Linked DNA regions of Sus scrofa: region 1 is linked to region 2. A link is a contact called in public Hi-C data. All regions are on one chromosome and are shown on one strand. Each heading gives the region's core, a stretch centred on a gene start, on an enhancer-like site or on the middle of the called end of the contact. The rest is flanking DNA. Distances are from core to core; before and after follow the strand shown.

What was found. A called contact is a pair of places that touch in the nucleus more often than the background predicts.
Region 1: a Hi-C map of subcutaneous adipose tissue shows a contact between it and region 2, with 2.8 times the contacts expected there. The contact joins two enhancer-like sites. A contact is called at or near these places in 1 of 5 promoter capture datasets (liver), 16 of 47 Hi-C or Micro-C datasets (alveolar macrophages, embryonic fibroblasts, epiblast stem cells and 9 more) and 2 of 2 datasets of contacts at active chromatin or transcription factors (alveolar macrophages and skeletal muscle).

What each region holds. Positions count from the first base shown.
Region 1 is chrX:43,900,510-43,905,835 of Sscrofa11.1, reverse strand. No RefSeq gene overlaps it. Among named protein-coding and RNA genes, the nearest start is that of AKAP4, 8.0 kb to the right of the region's middle. Within about 2 kb of position 2,010, at least 24 of the 83 cell types and tissues checked have an H3K27ac peak or open chromatin away from gene starts, as enhancers often do. A contact at or near this core is called in fetal liver, retroperitoneal adipose tissue and subcutaneous adipose tissue, where this site is marked.
Region 2 is chrX:43,612,205-43,618,052 of Sscrofa11.1, reverse strand. No RefSeq gene overlaps it. Among named protein-coding and RNA genes, the nearest start is that of USP27X, 62 kb to the right of the region's middle. Within about 2 kb of position 4,077, at least 57 of the 83 cell types and tissues checked have an H3K27ac peak or open chromatin away from gene starts, as enhancers often do. A contact at or near this core is called in fetal liver, retroperitoneal adipose tissue and subcutaneous adipose tissue, where this site is marked.

The DNA.
Region 1 (5,326 bases), core at 761-3,260, 290 kb before region 2:
TGGCTGTGGTGTAGGCCGGCGGCTACGGCTCCAATTGGACCCCTAGCCTGGGAATCTCCATATGCCACAGGTACGGCCCTAAAAAGAAAAACAAAAACCAAAAAACAGTAGTTAACAAAATATTGGTTCTTTTAAAAATATTCGGTTGAAGAGTGGCTAGGAAAAACTCAGTGGAACCAGTTAGGAAGTTAGTGAAATAAGCCAATCAGTTTAGACCAACATGGTCCAGTATTCTTGGCCTTCATCAAGCCCTTCTATATGGTTCTGGGCACAGCAAGTCTTGCACAGCCATTACCAATAGCTGTCTTTCTTTTCTTCTTGAGACAGAATTGACATATAACATTATACTGGTTTCAGATGCACACACACTAATTTTTAGTTATGTACATATCCTTAAACACACCCTCATATAGATGAACCTAGAGGTATCCCTTGCAGGATAAATGAAAATGAGTAAATGCAGTCCTTCTCCTCAAGCATTTCTGTATTTGGGAAGATAAAGCTCATGATGAAATAACTACAACACAAGGCAGAGGGTGATAAGCACTAAAGCAAGGTGAATATAAAACTGAGAACTTCAGAGGACACATGTTGAGGAAATATTTACCAACACAATCGCTGTTCTCATCATCACCCTTGACATCACCAAGAGGCATTACTGAGTAGCTAAGTACCCGAGGCACTGTTAGGGTCCGAGTTGGACTGTCACTGCTTTCCTTGAACCTGTTACCTGTCTTTAGGATGGGGCTATTAAGAACACGGATCAATAAATATACACAAACTTGCAGGTTTTAGGATGGGGAGTGATTCTAGCAGGGAGGACGCAGCAGTTTCCCTTTGACCTGGAGGACTGCCTCCTCAAAAAAAAACAAAACAAACAAACAAACAAAAAAAAACCAAAAAAAACCAAAACTGGCTTGGGGCTGGGGGTGGAGCGTATGCTGTGTGCAAACACGTTTTTCCAAGCAGCTGCGACCTCCTAGTGGCCACATGGACTCATTACCCCCATGGTCATCTTGATTTGAAAGTGACAGGCACAGAAGGTCTAAGCCTGATATCCCCAAGGGGGCCCTGACACCACAAAGCCGAAGACTAGTCTTTATCCTATTTCCAGGATAGTCTTCATCCTATTTAAGGGTAGTCTTTATCCTATTTGAGGGTAGGCTGCATCTTATCTTAATGATCCTTAAATCTGTGTGTTGGGGGAGGTGGGAACTGCCCACAAGGGCTGTGAGGGAACCCGAGAGGTTTCGTGCTTCCAGATCTCCTTCCTCTCCTCCACGGTCTTTGCTGAAAACTGTCATTCGCGGATAAGGATACTATTTGGAAAGGAGTTCCCGCTGGTTGTGTCACAGCGGAAACGAATCCGACTAGGAACCCTGAGGTCGAGGGTTCGATCCCTGGCCTCGCTCCGTGGGTGGAGGCTCAGGCGTTACCATGAGCTGTGGTGTAGGTCGCAGACGTGGCTCGGATCCCATGTTGCTGTGGCTGTGGCGTCAGCTGGCAGCTGTAGCTCCGATTGGACCCCTAGCCTGGGAACCTCCAAATGCCGTGGGTGGCCCTAAAAAGACAAAAAAAAAAAAATACTATCTGGAGGGAGGAATCAAAACTCGGTCACCAGTGCGTACCATAATAAGTACTTTCTGTGACGTAGGAAACCAACTTGTTGGTTTGACGGGGTGGGGGGTGGAAACCCAGTTAACAGCTGAGTTCCCTCAGCCACATCTCCAGCTCTGACACAGGATATACTGATATATTTATATACATAGGTCTGAGGCAAAAAGCTCTTTTACTACCTAGAAAAAATAAGTTGTACCTTTGACACGCTACAGAAGGATTGGAACAAATGCTGTATGTTGGAGAGGCGCTCCCCACCAATCGGAAAAGAAAAAAACAAAAAAGAAAAGAAAACAAAGCAAAATCCGGAAAAGGGGAAGAGAAGGGCTTGGGGCGCGGAGGGCGGGGGCGGGGGGGAGACTAACCGCGTCAGAATAATCGCCTCAGCCTTAAAACATCTCAGCAAAACCGCCTTGAGAAACAAACAGGCTCAGGAAACCAATCTCCCGGCCACCGGCGGACCCCACCAGTCTCACCAGCAGGGGGAGGTAATGGATCAGCACTTTGTTCAGTCAGACCCCAAACCACCAGATGGGGCCAAAAGATCAGAGTAGGTACCCTTTGCCCTGCTCAGGGAGTTTCTCTTCCGCCTCTTCGGGACGAGAAGAAAGGAAAAACCCTCACTCACCTCTGCGCGCTCCCCACACAGACACCCACCCCCCAAGAGGATGGTAGCGACGAGTGCCTGATCGAGCCAGACCTCCCGCCAAATGGCCTCTGCTCCAGCCACCCATTCATAAAATCCGGATGGAAATAATACCCATTTCAGAAGGTTGCGTGAAACTGAAACGAGGATGCATGTAAAATACAATACCGAGCAAATTTTCAGGCCCCATGACAGACCTGCAGAATTAAAAACTCTGGGATGGGGTCCAACTAGCTGTTGTGTGGTTTGTTTAAGACTTTATTTGCATGTATTGGTTTATAATTCAGGAAAAACCAAAAAAAGAAGAGCTATACAGGACAAGGTATGCGGTGGGGGTAGATGTGTGCAGATCTTTCATGCCTTTTTCAGGTACATTACCCTCTTGATCCTGGAAGCTCCACCACTGTTTCCACAAGTCCCCCCTCCACCCCCTCCAACACCCCTCCCCCGTGATTCTGATGTATGCTAGCTAGTGTGAGCATTATTGTTCTAAGAAGAAGGCTGCCCACTCAAATAGCTAACCAAGTTTTTTGTCATTATTACAGATTCCAAGACTTATGTGGCTGCTGACTTGCTTCCTGCCTGAAATTCCAAAACCATCATTTGATTCTTGAGCCCGCGCTGTGTGCCCACCATTGTGGCAGATACAATGAGAAAGAATCAGAGACCCTGCCCTCCAGGCTTTCATTGTAGGTGATCCAGAAATAGGGAAAGTTAATTAACTCTACAAGGCCAGATCTAGTAAATGTCAGATGAATTATACAGACAATAAACAAATGTTCTAGAAAATCAGAGAGGGGGAAATTCACAATTATAAGAGGAAGGAGACTGACCAGAAATGGCCACTGTCAAGCCAAGCCCACCCTTCAAAAATAGCTGTAAGTCATTTTCTACAAGGCAATAGAACAGATCTTAGCTGCCTAATTAAGCCCCTACCTAAAAAGGAAACTCGAACATAAGAGTCTGCTTTCCTTTAACAGCTGCCCTCTGAAATTTAAAAATGAGAATGTTTATAGCTTTTCAAAAGTCTTTTATTTTCTCCCTCCACGGCTTCAGTCACTCAAAGGAAAAGACAGACATAAATACTTGACAGAAGTAATTATGCAACACCATTGCTGAGATGTTCAGAATAGCTATCCAATTTTTCACTGTAGTATGGTTACATGAAGTTGCTCTAAATGACATTGTGCATTCTCATGGCTGGAAAACAGTTCAGGAGAAAAAGAAGTAGAGTTTTCATTTGTACGGGTCCACAGTAAATAATGTCTGATAATCATTAGCATCACAGCCCATTTTCCAAATGGTCACAGTGTCATCACATAAATGAAATTAGGTAGGCTAAATCTGAGTCTAGGAGATCCTTAGTGGAACTAACAGGCAGATAGTGATTTCATGAAGGGTGATCGTTCGGCTCATTTAAATTTAATTTTGCCATTGTTCATAATAATTACATTACAGACACAGGCCTCATTTTTACTATCTTAATAGCTCTTTCAAACCAAACGCAACCTGGAGTTCCCATTGGGGCGCAGTGGTTAACGAATCTGACTAGGAACCATGAGGTTGCAGGTTCGATCCCCGGCCTAGCTCAGTGGGTTAAGGATCTGGCATTGCCGTGAGCTCTGGTGTAGGTCGCAGACACGGCTTGGATCCTGTGTTGCTGTGGCTCTGGCATGGGCTGGCGGCTACAGCTCTGATGTGACCCCTAGCCTGGGAACCTTCATATGCCATGGGAAGCTGCCCCAGAAAAGGCAAAAAGAGAAAACAAAAACAAAAAACAAATGCAAACTGAAGACATATTTAAAGTGTTGACATATAATTATTCACAAGTTTGTGTGGAAGAGACGATGCTTAGGTGGAATCAACAAGGTTAGAAAACAGAAAATATTGGTTGTGGGGGGGAATAATGACCAAAGTTTCTGTTTAATATTTCTATATTTGGCTCTCAAAGACTAACCTAAGTGCATACTACTTCACACATATTCATGCACTAACATGGAATATTCCTTCTTTTGACTCTCTGAATATCCCTTTCCCCCCCTTCTGTCCCCACCTCTAGTCAGTATAGGTCAGTCTGAGACCCTCAGCAACTTGAGAGAAAGAAGAGGCAGCAGTTACACGGTAACCTATGACAAACCCTGCTTACATTTCATTATTGGTTTCCCAACCCACCCAAATGCTGCTCTTGTTTGCTCCTGGTTAGCCTCCAAGATGACAGGATTGGGGTGCAAAGGGACAAACCTCTAATCATCCATAATAGTTCCCTCTTTGTCAGTTAGGAGAAGTGGTAAGACATTTTCCAGGCCAGAGCCATATTTGTTCCCTTCCGGGCTGGGAGATATAGATGGGTTTTGGTTTTTTGGTGGTTGTTGCTATGTGTTTGCTTTTATCTTAGGGATATACATTCTTGTGATTGAAGAATAAATAAACATTTTCTTTCTTTGCTTCTTATTCCACAGACATGGGCCAGACACAGGAGCTCCAACTTTGTCTTTAATCATCAAAATTCCCCTTGACAAAAGGGCGGTATAGGAAAAACAGGTCCTATGTTATACATTCTAACTCATCGTCATTGACAAAGACTCTCTCCCTGACCAAAACTTATTTTTTAATAAAATTTGTATATATTTAAGCTGTACCACATGATGATTTGATATAGTCAGGCTCCTCTGAGTTGTCTTCTCAACTAGTCCTCAACCTTGGCCTTTTAAGAACTATAGCTTTCAGCACAAACAATTTCATCCACTCCCTACGTTAAGGGACTTGAACAAACACCAGCATAGTTTCTATCACTTCAAGGCCATGTCCCTAGAATGATGACCCCAGCCTCTTTGTAATGCCTGCTTGAGAAAGTTCAAAAGTGCCACAAAAAAAAAATTTACTTTTTATTCTAGCCAAAACCCGACGATAGACCTCTGGCCTCCCCTTTCTCAGAACATTTATTTCAGAAAACTTGTGTCTGTAAATACTTTCTCTGTCCTTTCGAGTTGTATATTCTACAATCCGGAAATATCTTTCTCAAGGACCTGGGAGTCATCCCTTTGAAATGTAATCATCAAAAAA
Region 2 (5,848 bases), core at 2,828-5,327:
CTCTCATTTGCCCATCTGGCGAACTCCCACTCATTTTCCTTAGCCCAACTCAAAACTCACCGTCCATCTCGCTTTTCTCTGGCCCTCCATCGCATTTTGCGCGTCTCCCTATTTTAACACTTATTCAACCCGACACAGTCATTTGTTTATAACTATGTCTCCGCCATAAGACAAGGAACCCTCTAGGGTTCTGCACCTTACCCATCTCTGCATTCTACTTGTCGAATGAAAGAATGTCTCAGGACTTAAACAAGAATATCCAAACTGCTCCTGATAAATGCCCATTGGGGGAGTCAAAGCAGGCACTCAGGGGAGTTCCTGTTGTGGCTCAGGGGGTTACAAACTCAGTTAGTATCCATGAGGATGCAGATTTGATCCCTGGCCTTGCTCAGTGGGTTAAGGATCCTGCATTGCTGTGGCTGTGGCGTAGGCCAGCAGCTATAGCTCCAATTGGATCCCTCGCCTGGGAACTTCCATACGCCCTAAAAAAAGTGTGTCCCCCCCCCCACCCCTGCCAAAAAAAGCAGGCATACGGGGCCAAACCTCATTTCAATGAGTATCTTTAAATTGACGGCGCACATCAAAAATATTTGTCACAAACCATAACCAACAGGAGCCAGTTTTAAAAGATACATTTGACCACCAACAAACCTACTTGTTGAATATTTACAGACATTCGCGCTCCTTTCATTCTACTCCATCTAAATGGTCCTTAACCTTTTGTGGGTCACAGACCAATCTGGGTAGTGTCTGTCTACCATTTCTTTTTGTTCTTGTTTTTGTCTACCGTTTCTTAAACCCAGACCTCCTTTTAATTTTGTTTTCTTTTTAGGCTGCCCTGTGGCATACGGAATTCCCAGGCCAGGAGTCAGAGATCTGAGCCGTAGTTGTGACAGCTGGATCCTTAACCCCACTGTGCCGGGCCGGGGATCGAACCTGCGTCCCAGTACTCCAGAGACACCGCGGAGCCCATTGTGCCACAGCAGGAACTCCCATACTTCCTTTTGATAAACATCAAAATCCCACACACCCCTGGAGATTCTGCTACTCTCCCAAAAGGCCCAATCCCCGACCCCAGCAAAAAGAAAAATTAACTTTTTTTGCATGTGGTTAAGAATTCATAGGTTCATAAGAGATGGAATCCATCAGGCAAGATATCATTGAGCTTTGCTTTGAGGTCATTCCACAGTATTAAAACAGGCATTTTCCTTCTATCATCAAATATAAACACTATAACATTAAATATGCTTTCAAGTCTCCATTGGGAAGAGGGAGCCAGGGAAGTGCTGACATCTGACTCCCCCACCTTGGAGAACTTGATGATAGAAATTTGCCAGAAATAAATAAGAAACAAAAATATGAAAAAAAAGAAAAGAAAAAGAGAAAGGAAAAAAGACCACCTTCTGTCTCCTTACATATCACCTCCCAGGAGCACATGTTCGAATGAAGGGAGTTCTTTGAAAATGCTTCCGGCACTACATTTTCCTGCTACACCTACACCCCCCCCACACACACACATCCCTCCACCCCTACTTTAAAATACTCTGAACGTCCAGCTGGCAGCAACTCCTTTTAAACTAATATGCTTTGTCCTGGGGAAGACAAAGGGTTAAATTAAAGAAACAGCTGGCTGGCGGCCTGCCATGGGCTTGGGGGTTTGGGTTGGGATGGAGGATAGAGGAGGAAAAAAACCAGTGAGAGGAAGACGAGCGAACTTCTTACCTTGCCACATGGCCATCTTGATCCTATTCTCTCCCACGTTGGGGTCACAGGCTCAGAGTTTCCCAGACCCCCCCCCCGCCCCAGTTTTGTAGGCAGGCTTGACTGGGACGTAGATGGACGAGCAGCTGTGCCGTCTGGTTTTCGGCAAGGTGTTCCAGCTCAGAACCTGAAAACATCAACAGAAAAAAAAAACATTCAAATCCTTGAAAAGTATCTCCTGGACCTCTCTGGAAAGATAAGCGGATCGAGACAGTGTCAAGTTTCCGTCTAGGCAGCGAGGTATTGCTGAAAGAAGAATGAGGAGACGTGGAGCCGGTTAATACGGCCAGTGACTGCTGTCCAATTCTGCATGAATCACTGGATCTTCAGTAAATGCGTTTCAGAATCTCAAAGGCAGGGTGGCTGGATGAGATAATCATTAAGTGTCTCTCCTACCTGGAAGTGCCACACTTTGGGGAAATGAATCGTGTGATAGCCGATGCCTTCCCAACAGCCCCCCCCCAACACCCAACTCTACATTAAAAAAAAAAAGTTTGTAGACAGGAGAGGAAAATTTTGCGATGGAAAATCTCGCAGAGGAAAAGAGAGGAAAGAAGACAGAATGAGAAGTGAAGAGCAAAGCCCTCTGGGTCGTGGTGCTTCCTCTCCGCTTCAATATATTTTCCCACATTTCGCCAGTGTCCTATAGGGAGCCTAGACGGTTTTTATAATCAGAAAGGAAAAGAACCAAAGGAAAAGAAAAAAAAATCTCATGGAATACTAATTTAAGTAAAACCAAAGCAATTCAGATAATCCCGATTTTTAAAATGTCAAATTCAGTCTTAGGACAAAAGCTGCGAGGCTCCGAAAGGCGCTGGGAATGGGAGAGAAAAAAATGAAAGGTCTGACTCCATTTGATTCAGGAGTCTAATGCATTAACCCCTTTGCTTATCCATTTAAACAAGTTCTTCATTAGTAAACTGGTCTTCCTTATGTAGCATACAAGCCAATTGGCTTTTTTCCTAAGAAAGTCTTCACTTTTTTTGACCTGAAGTTCCAAGTAGATTGCTATTTCCATAAGTTTCACAAAAGCAACACCTCCACCCACCCCCAAGTGAAAGCCCTAAGGCATACTTTCCTAAGACTAATGCGAACCTAAAAGCCATCATTTTGGCTTTTTTTTTTTTTTTTTTTTTTTTTTTTTTTTATCTTTTGCCTTTTTAGGGCCGAACCGGCAGCATATGGAGGTTCCCAGGCTAGGGGTCCAATCGGAGCTGTAGCCACTGGCCTACACCACAGCCACAACAATGCGGGATCCAAGCCATGTCTGTGACCTACACTATAGCTCATGGCAACGCCAGATCCTTAACCCACTGAGCCAGGCCAGGGATCGAACCAAAGTCCTCGTGGATGGCAGTCCGATTCGTTTCCGCTGAGCCACGACCGGAACTCCCATTTTGGCCTTTTTTTAATGCCTTCTTTAAAGGACAAACGTGTGAGAGTGTACACTCATCCCCAAAAGCCAACAGAGAAATGACAGTGCTTTGGATAAGGAAAGGCTAGAGAAGTCCAAGAAAAGTAGGAACTCACAAAAGTCCGAGGATGAATTCACCAGGAAAAAAAAAGCGCTCTGATGACTTATCTGGAACCTGGGACAGTCTGTCTTGACTTGCCTTTTTTTTTTTTTTTTCCCCTCTTATTTAGCGTGCAGTGATAAAGCACTGATCTGCACCTCGTGGGACCAGGAGAATTTAACATTTCGCAAGTCAAGCCCAAGTAGTTGCTAATAAATATATGAAGTTCACGTAAAGCAGATTCCTACTGGCCTGTTATGCTCCACACATCTGGATTCCCCTCCCTCATTCGGGGTAGCTCACAACTGACGTTAACACACGGGCACACGTACAACTTCACTTGGCACTCCAGGAAAATGATTTGCTCTGAAACGTTAATGTGGTAAAACGCGCATCGATGTGAAGGTAAAGTTTTCCCCTTGGGGCGAAGGCGCTCAAGCGCAAGCCTGGAAAGTCTGGAGAGCCAAGTGGGAAAAGGAAAACGCAGCAACCACTTTTCTGAGAGTCTGGACTCCGCTTCGCTACGACCCACACAAACTTGCCAGTCCAGGGCAGGATGGATAAGAACGGGGCCTCGACAGGGCTTAACCAGCCAGAGCCACCCTGCCCCAGTCCTGGAAAGGGGATGCCTGGAGCTAACCTCCCCCATTCAAAAGCGGGGCGGGCTTGGCGTGGCTCCGCGAGAAAACTTCGCTGGGACAGCGCAGGGACCCTGGCTCAGAGAACAGGGCTGGGCTCCCTGGAAGATGCCGCCCTGCACTGGCTAGAACTGGCCGGTCTAACTCCTCCGAGTACCAGGAGGCGGCGGCCAGGCACGGGGAACCCCCATCTCCCGTGGGCCGAGCCAGTGGGGGAGCGCTTCCCCTGTGTCGCTGCGCCCAGGGGGTGCTCCGAGGGTGGGTGAGGGCCAGCGGCCCGCCAAGGACCTGCTCGGGTAGGGACAGCCCGTTTGTCTTTACCTGTCGCCGAAGTCCGGAGCGGCGGAGCCCGTGTCCGCCGCCGGCGGGCAGAGCGCTCAGTCGGCTCTGGCGTCCGGGACACTGAGTTGAGCTAGCGCCCCACGTAGCCGGCAGAGCTTCATTCACAGCCCAGCCAGGAGGAGGGGGAGCGGAGCGGGCGCGCGGCTCATGTGACAGGCGCCTCGCAAGGCTCGGCCAAGCACCGCCGCGGTCTGCGCGTGCGCGCCCCGGCCAGCCCTCTCCCCACACCTCGGCGGAGGCGGGGAGGAGGTGGGAGGCGGGGACTAGGTGATGCCCGCGGGGGAGGCAGCAGGGCGGGGAGAGCGGCCGCGAGAACGGTGCTGGGAGGAGTTTCCGCGCGCGCAGCCGCAGTAGGTCGGCCCTGCTCGCTGCCATATTTAATGAGGACTGGGCGGGGCCTAACTCAGTGGTGGGCGTATCAATTGCCTTTAAAAAAGAAATGCTCCTTTTCAGTTTCGGGCCTGCGATCCATATTGGGGGGTTTTGTTCTTAGAACGAAAGTGATGCCCCTGAGCTTTGGGCTCACAGAATAGTTAGTAGTAGAAATGTGATACTAATTACATTAGCTCACGCATCTTGAACCTCCATAACGCCAGACACTGTTGGATGCCCTTTACTTTTTTTGATCTCATGTAATGCACACAGTAACCCCACTGGGATAGTACTATTACTTCTCCACTTTTATTCATAGGAAACGGAGGCACAGAAAGGTTAAGTAACGTGTCCGAGCTCACATAATAGTAGTAGTAGGAATAGTGATCAAATGTAGGGATGCGTGTTAACAGCCAACTCGATCCTCAGTAACACTGGAAAATCTACACTGCAGTTTTTGGTATTGTCTCCTTTTTTTTTTTTTTTTCTCTCTCTCTTTATAGTGCCGCACTCAGGGAATATGGAGGTTCCCAGGCTAGGGGTCTAATCGGAGCTGCAGCCGCCGGCCTATGCCACAGCCACAGCCACGCGGGATCCAAGCCATGTCTGCGACCGATGCCACAGCTTACGGCAACACCAGATCCTGAACCCACTGAGCGAGGCCAGAGATCGAACCCACAACCTCATGGTTCCCAGTGGGATTTGTTTCCGCTGCGCCACAACAGGAACTCCTGTCTCCATTTTAATAATTACAGAACAGAGGCTCGGGAAAGCGGAAATCACAGGACTAGTAAGAGGTAGAACTGAGATTCCAACCTAGGTCTCCCTGACTCCAAAGCCCTTATCCTAGGATTGGAGGAAACAGGCCAATGGGGCGCGTTGACCTATTTGACACGATCCAACTAATTCTTTACTGGCAGAACTGACACAGGAACGTGTATAATCACTCCAGATGATCCCCAGTACTCTAATTCAGGGTCTACTGTAGGGAACAATTTTGAACACCTACGTTGGGCAAGCTAAGTGGTGAGGGGTACAAAACCTCTATCCTAGCCCAGTCAAGACAAGGCCACCAAGGACAAATCTGTAATCAGTAAAGTCAGGCTTTTGGACCCTCAGCAACAAGGGAGACTGCACACCAGAGAAACCACGGAGCATCTCACTAAAGCAAGAGTCATTATGGTATTGGGGGGAAGGGTTTTAAGTGAATTTTAAACCAAG